3 separate regions of the Sus scrofa genome follow, and regions 1 and 2 are each linked to region 3. Evidence: chromatin contacts called from public Hi-C and promoter capture Hi-C data. All regions are on one chromosome and are shown on one strand. Each heading gives the region's core, a stretch centred on a gene start, on an enhancer-like site or on the middle of the called end of the contact. The rest is flanking DNA. Distances are from core to core; before and after follow the strand shown. Region 1 has its middle 160 kb from the start of KBTBD8. Region 2 holds the start of SLC25A26 (S-adenosylmethionine mitochondrial carrier protein). Region 3 holds the start of LRIG1 (leucine-rich repeats and immunoglobulin-like domains protein 1).

Evidence for each region. Promoter capture Hi-C pulls out the DNA fragments that hold promoters and counts their contacts. Hi-C and Micro-C count contacts between places; a contact is called where the count stands out from the background.
Region 1: a contact with region 3 is called in a promoter capture Hi-C map of liver, with 3 times the contacts expected there. The contact joins the enhancer-like site here to the promoter of LRIG1 in region 3. A contact is called at or near these places in 2 of 5 promoter capture datasets (fetal skeletal muscle and liver), 9 of 47 Hi-C or Micro-C datasets (brain, embryonic fibroblasts, fibroblasts and 4 more) and 1 of 2 datasets of contacts at active chromatin or transcription factors (skeletal muscle).
Region 2: a contact with region 3 is called in a Hi-C map of skeletal muscle, with 4 times the contacts expected there. The contact joins the promoter of SLC25A26 here to the promoter of LRIG1 in region 3. A contact is called at or near these places in 1 of 5 promoter capture datasets (liver) and 2 of 47 Hi-C or Micro-C datasets (heart right ventricle and skeletal muscle).

What each region holds. Positions count from the first base shown.
Region 1 is chr13:48,328,641-48,332,633 of Sscrofa11.1, reverse strand. No RefSeq gene overlaps it. Among named protein-coding and RNA genes, the nearest start is that of KBTBD8, 160 kb to the left of the region's middle. Within about 2 kb of position 2,588, at least 3 of the 83 cell types and tissues checked have an H3K27ac peak or open chromatin away from gene starts, as enhancers often do. A contact at or near this core is called in liver and omental adipose tissue, where this site is marked.
Region 2 is chr13:47,741,350-47,745,810 of Sscrofa11.1, reverse strand. SLC25A26 (S-adenosylmethionine mitochondrial carrier protein) reads right to left here and starts at 2,324. Exons shown (of 10, transcript XM_003358494.5): 1 at 2,059-2,324. The coding sequence starts at 2,091.
Region 3 is chr13:48,024,458-48,028,893 of Sscrofa11.1, reverse strand. LRIG1 (leucine-rich repeats and immunoglobulin-like domains protein 1) reads left to right here and starts at 1,498. Exons shown (of 20, transcript XM_005669717.3): 1 at 1,498-2,357. The coding sequence starts at 2,131.

The DNA.
Region 1 (3,993 bases), core at 1,339-3,838, 300 kb before region 3:
TTGTGATACAATTAACATATAACCCTATATAAGTTTAATGTCTAAATGTTGATTTGAGATATTTACACATTGTGGTATGATTACAATTGTAGCATTAGCTAACACCTCTATCACATAATTATCATTTATTTTTGTGGTGAGAATAATTAAGTTCTAGTCTCTTAGCAATTCTGAAGTTTATAGGACAGTATTGTTACTTAGAATCACTGTACTGTGCATTTGATCTCCAGGACTTACCTATGAGTTGCAAGTTTATACTTTCAAATAATATGTCCCCAGTTTCTTCACCCACAACCCCCAGTAACCACCATTCTATTCTGTTTGGGGGAGGTCAAATTTTTTAGATTCTGCATATATACAAGACATACAGCATTTGTCTTTCCCTGATTGACTTGTCTCATCTAGTACAATGCCCTCAGGTCCATCCATGTTGTTGCAAATGGCAAGATTTCCATCTTTCTCATGCTTGAATAATATTCTATTACATACATATACCACATCTTTTTTATCCATTTATCCTTTGTTGGATACTTAGATTGTTTCTACCTGAGCTAATCTAATAGCTTAGATTTATCTTGGCTATTGTGAATAATGCTTCAGTGAGCATGGGGGTGCAGACATCTCTTCAATATCCTGTTTTCATTTCCTTTGGCTATATACTCAGAAGTGGAGCTGCTGAATCATATGGTAGCTCTGTTTTTGATTCTTTGAGAACCACCATACTGTTTCTTTAATGGCTGGACCAGTTTACATTTCCACAAACAGTGCACAAAGTTTCCCTTTTCTCCAATATTGTTAACACTTGTTCTCTCTTACCTTCTTGATGATAGCCTTTCGCAGATGTGAAGTGATATCTCATTGTCATTTTAATTTGCACTTCATGTGATTAGTGGTGGGTTGAGCATCTTTCCATGTACCTGTTGGCCTTTTGGATATCCTCTTTGAAAACATGTCTGTTTAGTTCCTCTGAGCATTTTTAAATCAGATTGTTTGGCTTTTTGTTGTTGTTATTGTGTTGTAGGAGTTCTTTATAAATTTCAGATATTAGTCCCTTATCCAATATATAATTTGCAAATATTGATTTTTTAGGAAAAATAGAAGACAGCATATTCTATCAAGGTAGTGAGGAACATGTCTGTAATTTGATAAACAAGCTATGTCTGTGTTCAGATATACAACTTAGGATGTTGCATTTGGGTAATGTTAACTGGAACTCTGGCAAAACTTGAAAATCCCATTGTCCTAACAATGATGATTTCTACCTAGTATATGGTAGAATGTAGACCAGGAGACATCTCCTTCTTACATCGTGGCCTTCAAAGTTACCACAGCTTTGGAAGAAGCAAGTAGAGGAGGCTCACCCGCTCTTAACAACCTTGATCCAAATACAAGCAGCTTTTGTGCATAGATCATGGGTCAGAACTAGTTACGTGACCCTAACCTAATTGCAAGGGAACCTGGGAAATACAAGGGAAGAAATAGAATATTTGGTGAGTAGAAACTATTTCAGTCACAGGTGCCATTATAAGACAAACATGGCCATCTTCACTTTTTATATTATTTGCCTGGCTACAGAAGACAATTGAACTTGCCACTCTAGCATATGCAATGGTTGCAAAGTCAGAAGACCTGTGTTCTAGTTTTGTTCTTTCTTGAGCCAGAGAAATATAGGCAGAGGATTTTCCTTGCCTGGGCGATTCATCTCCTCCTACCACAGGGTAAGCAAAGAGATGTTTTTCTCTTTCCATCAAGAGCAGCAAGTTGTTCTAGGTTGAACTGGTTACATTTCTGACTTGGAAACTTTGAAACAGAACTTGAAGTCAAGCCAAGAAAAGAAAGGAGGAAAGAATTATTCTGATTAGGAACCCACAGATAATCAGTAGTAAGGCCTTCTCAATTTGTAGCACATAAACAAGATCTCATTTTCTATTTTCTATTTGGATCTACATAAACCCTAATGTATTCCAGAATTTGAAGGCTAATTCTCAGAAGATAGGCAAATGTCTGCACAAGTCCCATCAGCGGAGTGAATCCAGGTGTTGTTCTCTTGGAATGGAATTTCATCAAAAGCAGAGTGCAGCTTTGAGTTCAAAAGATCATCACGTCGATCAATACAGCTGGACACTGGACTCACTGGCCAGTCTGAGGGACTGAAGCCAGTGCTGGCTGCTGAGGTGAATGAGGCAATGTTTTTGTGACCTCCTCTTAAACAGGCTCCTGTGCACATAGGTGTGCACAGAGAAGGAGGGAGAGAGAAGTGAGCTGGGAAAACAGCCTGTGATGAGTGATGAGACTTTGTCAGTTCCACCTAACCTATACCGTTCATAAATCAGAGACTATTTCCTGATCTGAAAATCTGGATTTCCAACTTTGGTGATTATTTTTAGATAAGTTCTGTGAGGTTGCAAGTGGGGACTTGAATACACAATCAAAATCCCAGAGCAGATAAGCCATCTGTATATGCTCGGGGAAAGAGACGTGAATTTAATTTTATACTCTTTGAAAAAGAAGGAAGGTACAGTTGGCGGGCCCATAAAATATGTATGATGGTCAGGGTGGCAGAGACTCAAAGTCAGATAGAGAGTAGTTTACTCAGTGTCATCATCCTGCCTGGGGTCATCTTCTAAAGTTACATGAGCTTGGTCCCAGGGCCAAAATAACTCTGAAAAGAAAAAACTCTTTTCTCACAAAGATCACAGATTTGTTCTATGACTTATCATTATCAATACTGGAAGGTGTTTTTAAGATGTTTATTAAAATCAGGGAGATTTATTAGGCAATTAAATTCTTTGAGAACTACATGATCCCTTTCACCTAGGCTTTGCTTTGCTTCTTTCCAAAATCCAAAAGATTCTGACACCTCCATGATAATAAGACATCCCAAATAAAACCTTCTAACAGACCCTCAAGTGAAAATCAAACAGACCCTTAGAATTCATTTTTATCCTCAATTATACTAGGCAGTTAAGAAACTTTAAGTATGTATTCAGTGAGGTTAACACTGGACACTGAGTATTTAACAAATGAAGAGAGACTTTCCTTACATTTTCAGCTTTTTTCTTCTCTCCACCTGTTAACATAGTTATTATCTGGTTAAAGTATGGTTTTGTGATGGGTTCCTTGCTTTTAGATAGTCTCAATTTGTTACTGTCTATTTTCTAATACTAGTTATTAGTCTTTTCATTGACTGTGATATTGCTAACATCCTCACCCTAACTTTCTTTTTTGCTTAAATCAAGTGGCTTCTGTTGCTTGCCACCAGAACTTCTGTTAGGTACATTAACCATTCTCCCTGGTATTAGAGTTGTTTGTGTTTCTGTGTAGCTTCCCAAGGAGACTGTAACATGTTTCAGGATGAGTTAACCTAATCTCTGGCATACGTAATAATGCCCAGTTTAGGAGTTCAAATTGTGGCTCAGCGGGTTAAGAACCCACCATCGTGTCCATAAGGAGGCGGGTTCAATCCCTGGCCTTGCTCAGTGAGTTAAGATCTGATGTTGCTGCAAGCTGCAGCTCAGATCCAGTGTTGCTGTGGTATAGGCCTGCAGCTGCAGCTCCAATTCAACCCCTAGCCCAGGAACTTCCATATGCCACAGGTGAGGCCATAAAAAGAAAAAGAAATGCCCAGCATAGAATTGCACAGACAGTTAAAAGTGTGAAATTCACTGGAGCCCATCACCTTGGTTAAAATTCTAGCTTCTCTCTTTATGATCTCTATGCCCTTCAGTAATCTAACAGTTTTTCCAAGTCTTAGTTTCCTTGTGTAAACTCAAGAGCACCTAACTCCTGGCCCACTCTGTATTAGCTTAGTAGAATTAACCATTACAAACACATTTGACTCATTCTTTATTTAAATAAAGAATTTGCATTTCTATACCTTCTAGGAGATAGATTCTTTTCATGTTCCATTGTATGCAGGAGCATATTTTGCTGGTTTGAAAGAGTATGATGCATACAGTTTTCTAGCAATTTTCTTTGTTTCTTTTTACAGCA
Region 2 (4,461 bases), core at 1,075-3,574, 280 kb after region 3:
TACCTCTCTGACAGCATCCCCCACCACACTACCTTTCCCCACTAGGCCTCAAGCAAGTTCACATTCTGAACTCTTTCCACCTGAGGATTTTCTCACCTGTTGCTCCCTCTGAACTTTCCCCTCTGCTCATTAAAATCTCTTGCCCCTCATCTTTTAGGTCTTAGCTTAAATGTCAGCACCTCAGGGCCTTCCTCAGTCATTCAATCCAAAGTAGGTTCTCAAGATTATTCTCTCTTTATCCTAACTAGTACCCTAGTACTTGTCATACAGGTTTGGTTTGTTTGCCACCAAATCCCCAAGGGCAATCACACTTCCCAAGAGGCAGAATATATGACAAATAAACTGCATGCTAAATGAATAAAATGATTTGCCTGTAGCTGGAGTGATCTAACTTCCTTGAAACTCTACCCATTGATCCTAATTTGACCCTCTGTAACTACGTTGAAAGAAAGAAGTCTGCATGTGTACCATTTCTTTTGGGGGGGGGGCACCCATGGGATGTGGAAATTCTGGGGCCAGAGACGGAACCTGCACCACCACAGTAATAACCCCCTGTGCCACAAAAGAACTATTTACCGTTCTTTAATAAAATGATTATTTTTCCTGCTTTTTAGGGTCACATGTTCGGCATATGGAGGTTCCCAGGCTAGGGCTCAAATCAGAGCTGCAGCTGCCAGCCTATGCCACAGCCACGCAGGATCCAAGACTCCTCTGGGACCTACACTGCAGCTCATGGCAACGCCAGATACTTAACCCACTGAGACAGGCCAGGGATTGAACCCTAGTCCTTATGGATACTAGTCGGATTCATTACCACAGAATTGCCACAAAAAGAACTCCAATAAAATAAACTTTAAATAAAATTTAAAACCATTGTTCTTTTGTTAACACTGACATTCGCCTGTTTTTAGCAACTGCCAGACAGTTTCAACAAGCTTCAGTGAGCAGTAAAGGGCATGGAATCCCATGTTACACTGCCTGAGCTCCAACACTTACATACACCAAAGGATCTTACTTGTGTGACTTTGGACAAATTAACTCATATACTATTCCTCACTCCCCTCATCTGGAAAACTGGATAAGATTTCAATGGTTTGTCAGAGTTAAATGAAATGACGTATGTAAAGAGCTTACCCCAGTTCCCAGCAGAGCGACTGTCACAAGTACTACCAGCTTAACAGGAAAATGCCTTCAAAGTAATGCACTTCTAATACCTAGTTTACACAAATCCGAGCAAATCTAGATTTAAAACCATCATTCCACAAGCCTGGGTAACATACCCCTTCCACATCTTTCCCTAACACTCTGAAACTAACCCTCAAATCATTTATGATAACAATCATTTCACTATTCTGCCTCCACCACCCGTGCAGATCTATTTTGATCACCATGTTATCTCCAACACCTGCAAAAACACTTCATAATTAAATGAAGAAATTCCTCTAGATCTCCATTTCTCAGAAGTTTTGAAAAGGCATGTTATCTTCTGCCTCTGCCCACTCCCCTAGAATGAAAACACAAGCAGCCAATTTCTGTCTGGTTCACTTCTGTGTCCAGTATGCCCTACTGGACCTGTTGTAAGAACGGTTTCAAAATATTAAAGGATTTCTTTTTGGGTTTTGAAGTTAAGATACGTTGAATCTCGTTGTTTTCTAAGGAATTACACACCACTGACTTGCTGGCTCCACAGCACAGCTATTTGCGCTTATTAGTATACCCAAAGCCTAGAAGAACGCTTGGAAGTAGAATAAGTAGATTAATTATGTATTGGATGAATGGATCCGTCATTTTCCAAAACTGAAAAAAGATACAACGAAATGTATCTACCCCTACCCCACTCCCCCCACCCCGTCTCTTTCTGGCATAGGGGTAGGAAATATAGAACTGTGACACGAGGCCCAGTGTGGCCCAGGAACCGCGCGCTTCCTCCCACAACCGGTGACCGGGGACGATTCAGCGCGCAAAACCGGAAGAAGGTGCTAGAGCAGAGCAGTCACCACGGGCTCCAGCACAGGACTCCCGCACTCTGAGCGCCCCTCCCTACCGCCCCGTACTCACCACCAGCGAGGCTGTGAACCCAGGTTGGTCCATGGCCTCAAAGACTCAGTCAGGCCTATAATTCAAAGCTGAGCAGAGGCAGGTCGCGGCCCGCGGCACTGGAGCCGCCATGTTGGGGGCGGGGCGTGTAACGCAGGCCCTTCAGTGGCCACGTGAGACAGAACCACAACAACTACACGTGCAACTGGGGAAGCTGGGCCGAAGGGGAACCAGGAAGGAAGGGAGGATCCTGGAAAGTGTGGTGGAGCCAAATCTCGCGACTCTTCTCTGCCTCCATTTCGTAACGCTTCTGAGTAGGCTAAATAGAGGAACTCTCGCGAGCCAATGAGCGTGGGCAAGGCGCACGGAGCCATCCAGTGAGAGCATAGTGAAGCCAAAGTGTAAACCCAAAAGAGGCGTGGCCATAGTGGGAGGCGGGGCCGTGGAGCAGCCGGACTAGTTTCAAGTGAAAGGCCAGTCGTTTCTAGTAGATTTTTTTATTTTGGCTTTACCTCTTCGTTTAATCTGTAGAAATTTTGTTTGAACTGCCATTAAACAGACTCGTTATCAGGAAATTATTAAATATAGAAAAATGTTTCAAAAGTTTCCTTGCACAGCTAAAAATTATCATCTAAGGGCAGTTTTGCACTTAAAATTATATACTTTGCGTTATTTACTTGTTCATCTTGCTCGCTGTGATACCAGTTGCACACCTCGAAGATCACTTTATTTAAATACTTGATAAAAGACTTCTCGAAGTAGACCTGCCTTTACATTTATTAAATACTTTCTAAGTTTCCTTCTATTAAGGGCCACCTACATCTCAGATGTGATGCTTCAATACAACCACTTTATAAGATAAGCACCATTACCATTCTTATTTTACAGAAGCTCTGATGCTCCAAAGAGGTTCAGTAGCCGACCCAATCTTTAAGTTTTACCTAATGTCCTTGTCATCTTTCTTTAAAACACCTGCAACTGCCTTAGCACGCTCTTTGTCTGCTTTTCTTCAATCTGTTCTTCATACCACTACTAGAATCTTCTAGTTGCTATTCTCTTCTAGTTGAGATGATCTAGAAGTGATGAGCAGAATACTTTTACGGTTTAAATTCTGAACCCCAAGGAATCTGGAAGTGGCTTACGTGAGTGGTTCTGGTATTGACCAGGATTTATGGATTTTTTTAATCAAAAGAAATTGATAAGAGGCCAGCAAGAAACTTGGTAGGCTTTATTAGCACTGTGCTATAGCATGAGGCAGTGTAAACAAGTAACAGGTGCCCTTGCTTGCTGGGGAAGTCAGGGTGGAGCTGGCCCCTTATGTGGGGTGAGGGTAGGGGCAGGTCCAGGGGCCAGGCCTGAGAGATGGCTTGGGTAGTTTGGTGGTGGTTTGTGCAGGGTTCATGGGTCATACCCTGCTTTTGCTCCTGACTCCTGAGAAGTGGCAATTGGGTTTTGGTCTTCTTGTATCTTGTTCATAATTTGCCAAAGTTGCTCATGCATACAGTTATTTTTAGTCCCTTATAGTTTCTTTGTTATCTTGTTACTCTAGAAGAGGTTTGTCCAGGTGCAACCACTGCAGCAAAGTGTCCCAAGTCCCAACCTGTCTCAGTTCAGTCTCGGGGTCTCTTTGATGAGGTTGCAGTCAAGGCATCAACTCTCGGGCTTTATCTAAAGAAGTGATTTCGTCTGGAAGATCCACCTCCCAAATGGCTTATTTCCATGGCTGCCAAATTAGTACTAGCTATTGGCAGGTGGTCTCCGTTCTTCATCACAGAGACCCCTCCACAGGGTTGCTTGAGTGATCTCATGATGCGGCAGCTGGTTTCCCCAGAGTCCGTGATCTAAGAGAGAGCAAGACATAAATGTTATGTTCCATTATACAAAGGTAAAAGCTTCATCAGGTATTCTCACTACAAACCCTTCAGGAAATACAAATATTACAAACATGACCTGGGGCCTCCTTTTCATGAAATGCTAATGGAAAGATCCATTATCATTTGTACATGCCTTCTAAATGGCGTATTTCAATGCATTCTCATTGTCACCACATGCAGACAGAGTAAATATTCGCAAATCTTCTATTGTAAAAGATATAGAAAATCAGGTAAGTACTAGTTTGCATTAGATGTGTGAAATTATTATATTGTCTTTCTCAAATCTACCACTCTAGGCCAAGTTTACTTTTAAACAAATTCTGAAATATTAGTAATTCTTATAAAAATTAGCATGAGGTCAAAAACAATACATCAAAAGCCAAATTAGGTCCAGATTAGGGGAAATAAAGGACATATTCTTGAGCCAGAACTAGACCCAAGCTTCAAGTTACCATTACTGATCTAATTGAAAAATAAAGTAATAGAATTATTTTCAACTAAAATATTCATTGAAGTATCTTAACCCATCTGCAAAGGATAGCAAATGTAT
Region 3 (4,436 bases), core at 249-2,748:
ATGCAAAGAGAGGAAGAAAGAAAGTAAGGAAGGAAAAAACGAGGTATCAGTATCTGATAGCATAAGGAATCAGAAGAAGGGGGAGGAGGATAAAGAGAGAAAGGAGGGAATAAAAAGAAAGGAACCGCACCATTACCAAGCCCAAACCCAATTTTGATTAAGAAGAGCGGTGCCTAACTGTGGAAAAGCTTAACATCTCAATTAAAGCAACCCCTTAGAATGTGTCAAAAATGGGACAAAACCCTTAATTTTTTTTTCTTTCTGGGAAATATTTTCTCCCCTGTTTCCGTTAACACGGAGAGGTAAGATTTCATTTACTGGAGCAAATGTTTTTGAACAGATTTGACTTGCTTTGCTTTCCTGACAGTGTGTCCTGTTCTGTTAGAAACTCACAGTACAGACTTTTGGGAAGGGACAAGAGACATCAGCAAACCAAAACGCGGAGAGGAGCAGCCATTTCTTACTATGCTAATCTTTTAACTTGTTCACTCTGTGAGTGTGTGTGTGTGCGTGCTCGTGCGCGCGCCTGTCTTACTGTTTCAGTGCAGTACCCTAACACATGGCTACTATGTTCTGACCTGGAGGAGCCAAAGTCGGTAGCTTTGTGACAATTATTATTTCTCTTTTTACTCTGTTTCGATGTATTGCTTCTTGAAAAGTGGCTTTAAAATGCTCGGATTTAAACAAAGAAATCCCTTTATCAAAGCCTGGAGTGTTAGCAGGAGTACTCTTCAACTTACCAGGGCAGAGATTGAGGAGGGGGTAAGAGCACCTTGGAGACTCGGTTTTCTACAGGCGGTAGACATTCATTTGGTAATCAAGGACATACTGCTGGATTTAAGAGATCAAGAACATGTCAGGAGCCGAAAGGAGTTCCAGGTTGTGAGAGAGGAAGGCGGCCATTCCTAACAAAATAACTAAAGATGCCCCCATAAGTATGAAATTTGTGAATTTTTATTTACATATTTGCTCCTAGAGGGCATCTGGAAAATGGGTGTAGACTTGTTCTAAATCACTGGTTCTGTTAGCAATCTGGGCAGGAGGGAAAAATCTTTGGGGCTAGGCCTTTTCAAAGCGGGGGCGTTATTCTCATTACCATTTTTTCTCTCCTTCCCTAGACCTAGAGAGCAGATCTTTACTCCTCCTCCCCTCCGCGCGCATCCCCTTTCTCCACCCTCAGTGAGCACGTCCACTTTAAGAACCGGAGGACGTCTCTCCTTTTCTCCTCCCAGTCCCCCGCCCTTCACACCTTGGGTGGGAAAAGAGAGTGGGGCGGGGTGGCCGGATAAGCGAGAGGGGCGGGATCATGACTAGCGCTCCAATGGGCGTCCAGGCTGTCTGCCGTGAACCTCGGTAGCCAATAAGCAGCAGGCGGGGGGGCGTGGCGGGGCACTGTTGCAAAGCGTCCAACGTGGGCCGGCAGGAGGCCGTGGGGCTTGGAGCCCAGGGGGTGTGTGAGGGCGAGAGGCCGGGGGCGGGGCCTCTGGGACCGGCCGGGGTTGGGCCGCGGGGAGGCGAACGGCGAGCGGCTGATTGTTCGGCCGCGAGGTCTGCAGGGTTCTCGTTGCGCGGAGGTGCCGTGCCGAGCCCGGAACTGCGCGCGCTCCCTTTGCCTTCGGCGCTGGGACAGCTAGGCGCACGGGGCCCTTGGAGCAGTGTGGGGGTGGACGTGCCGTCCAGTCAGGGGTCTGCAGCCAGGCGCTCGAAGCCGCAAGGAAGATGCCTACGGGCGCAGAGCTCCGGTTGTGAGCCTGAGCGCCTTCCTTGCAGGGGCGGCGGCGGCACTTGGCGTGTGCGGGGACCCCGGAGCCTGGACAGAAGCGCGGCGGGAGGACGAGGAGTGCCGGCCGAACCCCTTGCCCGGATCATTGAGGTTCACAACGAGCACGGGCGGGTCAGCCCGGATGGGCGCGGGGTTCTCTGTCCCCTCCGGGCGTTTCGGAGCGGCCCGGGCACTGGGGGCCCGCTGAGTGCCGGAGTCGCCGCCGCTGCGGAGTGAACTTGTGCCGGCCGCCATGCCCCGGCGCGGAGCGTAGTGCCGAGCAGAGTCCCCTCAGGCCCGCCAGTGCTTGCGGTCGCCCCAGACCTCGCAGCCCCCGCGCCCGGAGTTCTCAGCGCGCTCCAGACAAGATGGCGCGGCCGGTCCGGGGAGCGCTCGGGGCCCCGCGCAGTTCGCCTTGTCCTCTTCTCCGGCTGCTTCTGCTGCTGCTGCTTCTCGGGCTGGAGCCCGCATCGGCTGCGGCCGGCCCGCGGGCGCCCTGCACTGCCGCCTGCGCTTGCGCTGGGGACTCGCTGGACTGCGGCGGGCGGGGGCTGGCAGCGCTGCCAGGAGACCTGCCCGCCTGGACGCGGAGCCTGTGAGTACCGCCCTTTCCGCCCTCCCCGCGCCCCCCGGGCGCTGTCACTTGGGACGGGGCGGCGGGGTTGTTCCCCCGGGAGAGGAGTTGCGGGTTGAGTTGCTTGTGTGTGAAGTTGAATGAGCTGGAAAATGTTAGCGTGAGCTCCCCTTCGGGGGTCCAGAGGGGAGAGGGCGTGCGTGAGAACTTGTCTGGATGGGGAAAGTGTGCGTTTCGCTAGGGTCTGGTGCTGCGCGAGTCGGAGTTTTGGAGGTGTGGAGGAGGAAAGTGTACCTCGTTGGGAAGGATCTGATCGAGCGTGGGTCAAGGGGTCTTAGGGAGAGTGGATGTGGGTCTTGAGGTTCTGGAGGGAAGAGAAGTGTCGTGGGGGTCTGGAGGTGAGCGAGCATGGCTCTCGTGAGGGCGATCTGGGAGGTGGTAAGTAAGAGAATGTGAGTGAAGACTGTGGAGGTAAGGGGAATGTGTGTGGGTGGAGAGTGGGAAACATCTGGCGGGGAGAGTGTGAGGAAGTGTGTCTGGGGGTGTTTCTTTTTTCCTCTCCCGTAACTCAACTCTCTGGTGTGTGAGCTGCTTGGCCTTACAGCGGATAATGAATGGAGGTGACTTTTGGCTCCAGTCTTGTATTTACATTATTTATTAGTGAGAGCGTGTGTAGCCGCCTCATCATCCCCCAGGACCTTGGTGGCCTGACTTGGCTCTGGCCCCTGGCAGAAGGCAGTTTTCCTGGAGGATCCCCGAGTTAGGGGGCTCTGAATGTTCTGGGGGTCGGTAACTGCTGGAAGTTTGTCCTTTTCCGCCTGGTTGGCATTTGAGGGAACTGTGTCCCAGACCCTTCCTGTCTGTTCTCTAGGGGACCATTTGGGCTTGAGATGTAGTGGAGTGGAGTGGGGTCCACCCTCTAGCATTTCTTCTCTATAAATGGTGCAAATTAGTTTTGGAGTAGTGCTCCTTCTGGAGAGGGTGCCAGAGACTGGGTTGACAGAGTGAGATTAACCTAGCTCTTCTCTGATGTCAGGATTTTGGCCTATGTAGACTTAGTGGGACACTTCTTACGGGAGTTTCAGCAGGAAAAAAATACGTTAAATTTCTGTAAACAAGGGAGAATAATATAGCCTTTTACAATTTCTAACAAATCTGGTCCAGGAGTCAGAATCCTGTCCGGTTATCAGTAATTAGCATCTCTGCAGAACTGTTAGTACCTTGCAGAAGAGGCCTAGTTTGAACAGTCTGCTTTTCAGTTGAATAATTGAACCTCTTTCCTAGGACATAGAAGAGGCACAGTAGTAACCTCTGTCATGGCATTCAGCATTCAAAAAAGAGAGAAAACTGGTGACACAAGTTTGAACCAACACCTGTGGCTTGATCTAAGAACATGTGTCTGGGAATCTGGCTGCTGGGAGGGGAGAGAGGGAAGTTAATTCCTTTTTAATGTGTAGACCCTGTACCTGTGAGAGTGGGGCAAAGAGCGTTAACTTGGACCAGTGATCCAGTCCTACAGAGTTCTGAAACTAGACCCTTGACTGAGGGGTGGGATTTCTCTTCAGTGTACTGCTGCTCCTTTGGCATTCCCTGACTTAGGGACAACCAGTGGTCAAAGTGTAAAGCAGTGGGAGGTAGAGCCCAGCATTGCTGTTAGGTACTGTTTTATTTAGTTGGGGTGGTCTGGGGTATTGTGATTTTTCCCTTACATACTCTTAAAGGAGTTTTTAAAAAAGTAAAATCACGTGAGCAGAATCAGGGTAATTTCTTAAGTGTTCACCTCTTGGAAGAGTGACTCCTAATGCCATGTGTCAGTGGCGTTGTGGGGAAGGTATTTCGTTCAGAAGTGGTGGCTTCCTGGAGAGGACACAGTGTCCTCTTGTTTGCACTTTGCTATGGTCACAAGATCCACTTTGCCTTGCCCTTTAATTTTTGGAACAAAACTACTGCTTGTTTTGGGGGCTTTCTGTTGCCTAAGGAGTGACATTTCACAAGTCATAAATACCTTTAAAATTGCGGTCTTTTCTCTTTTCCTCACACATTGGATGATCAGTAAATACCAAACTGGCTATTTTAAGCTTCACTAGACTTGATTATACT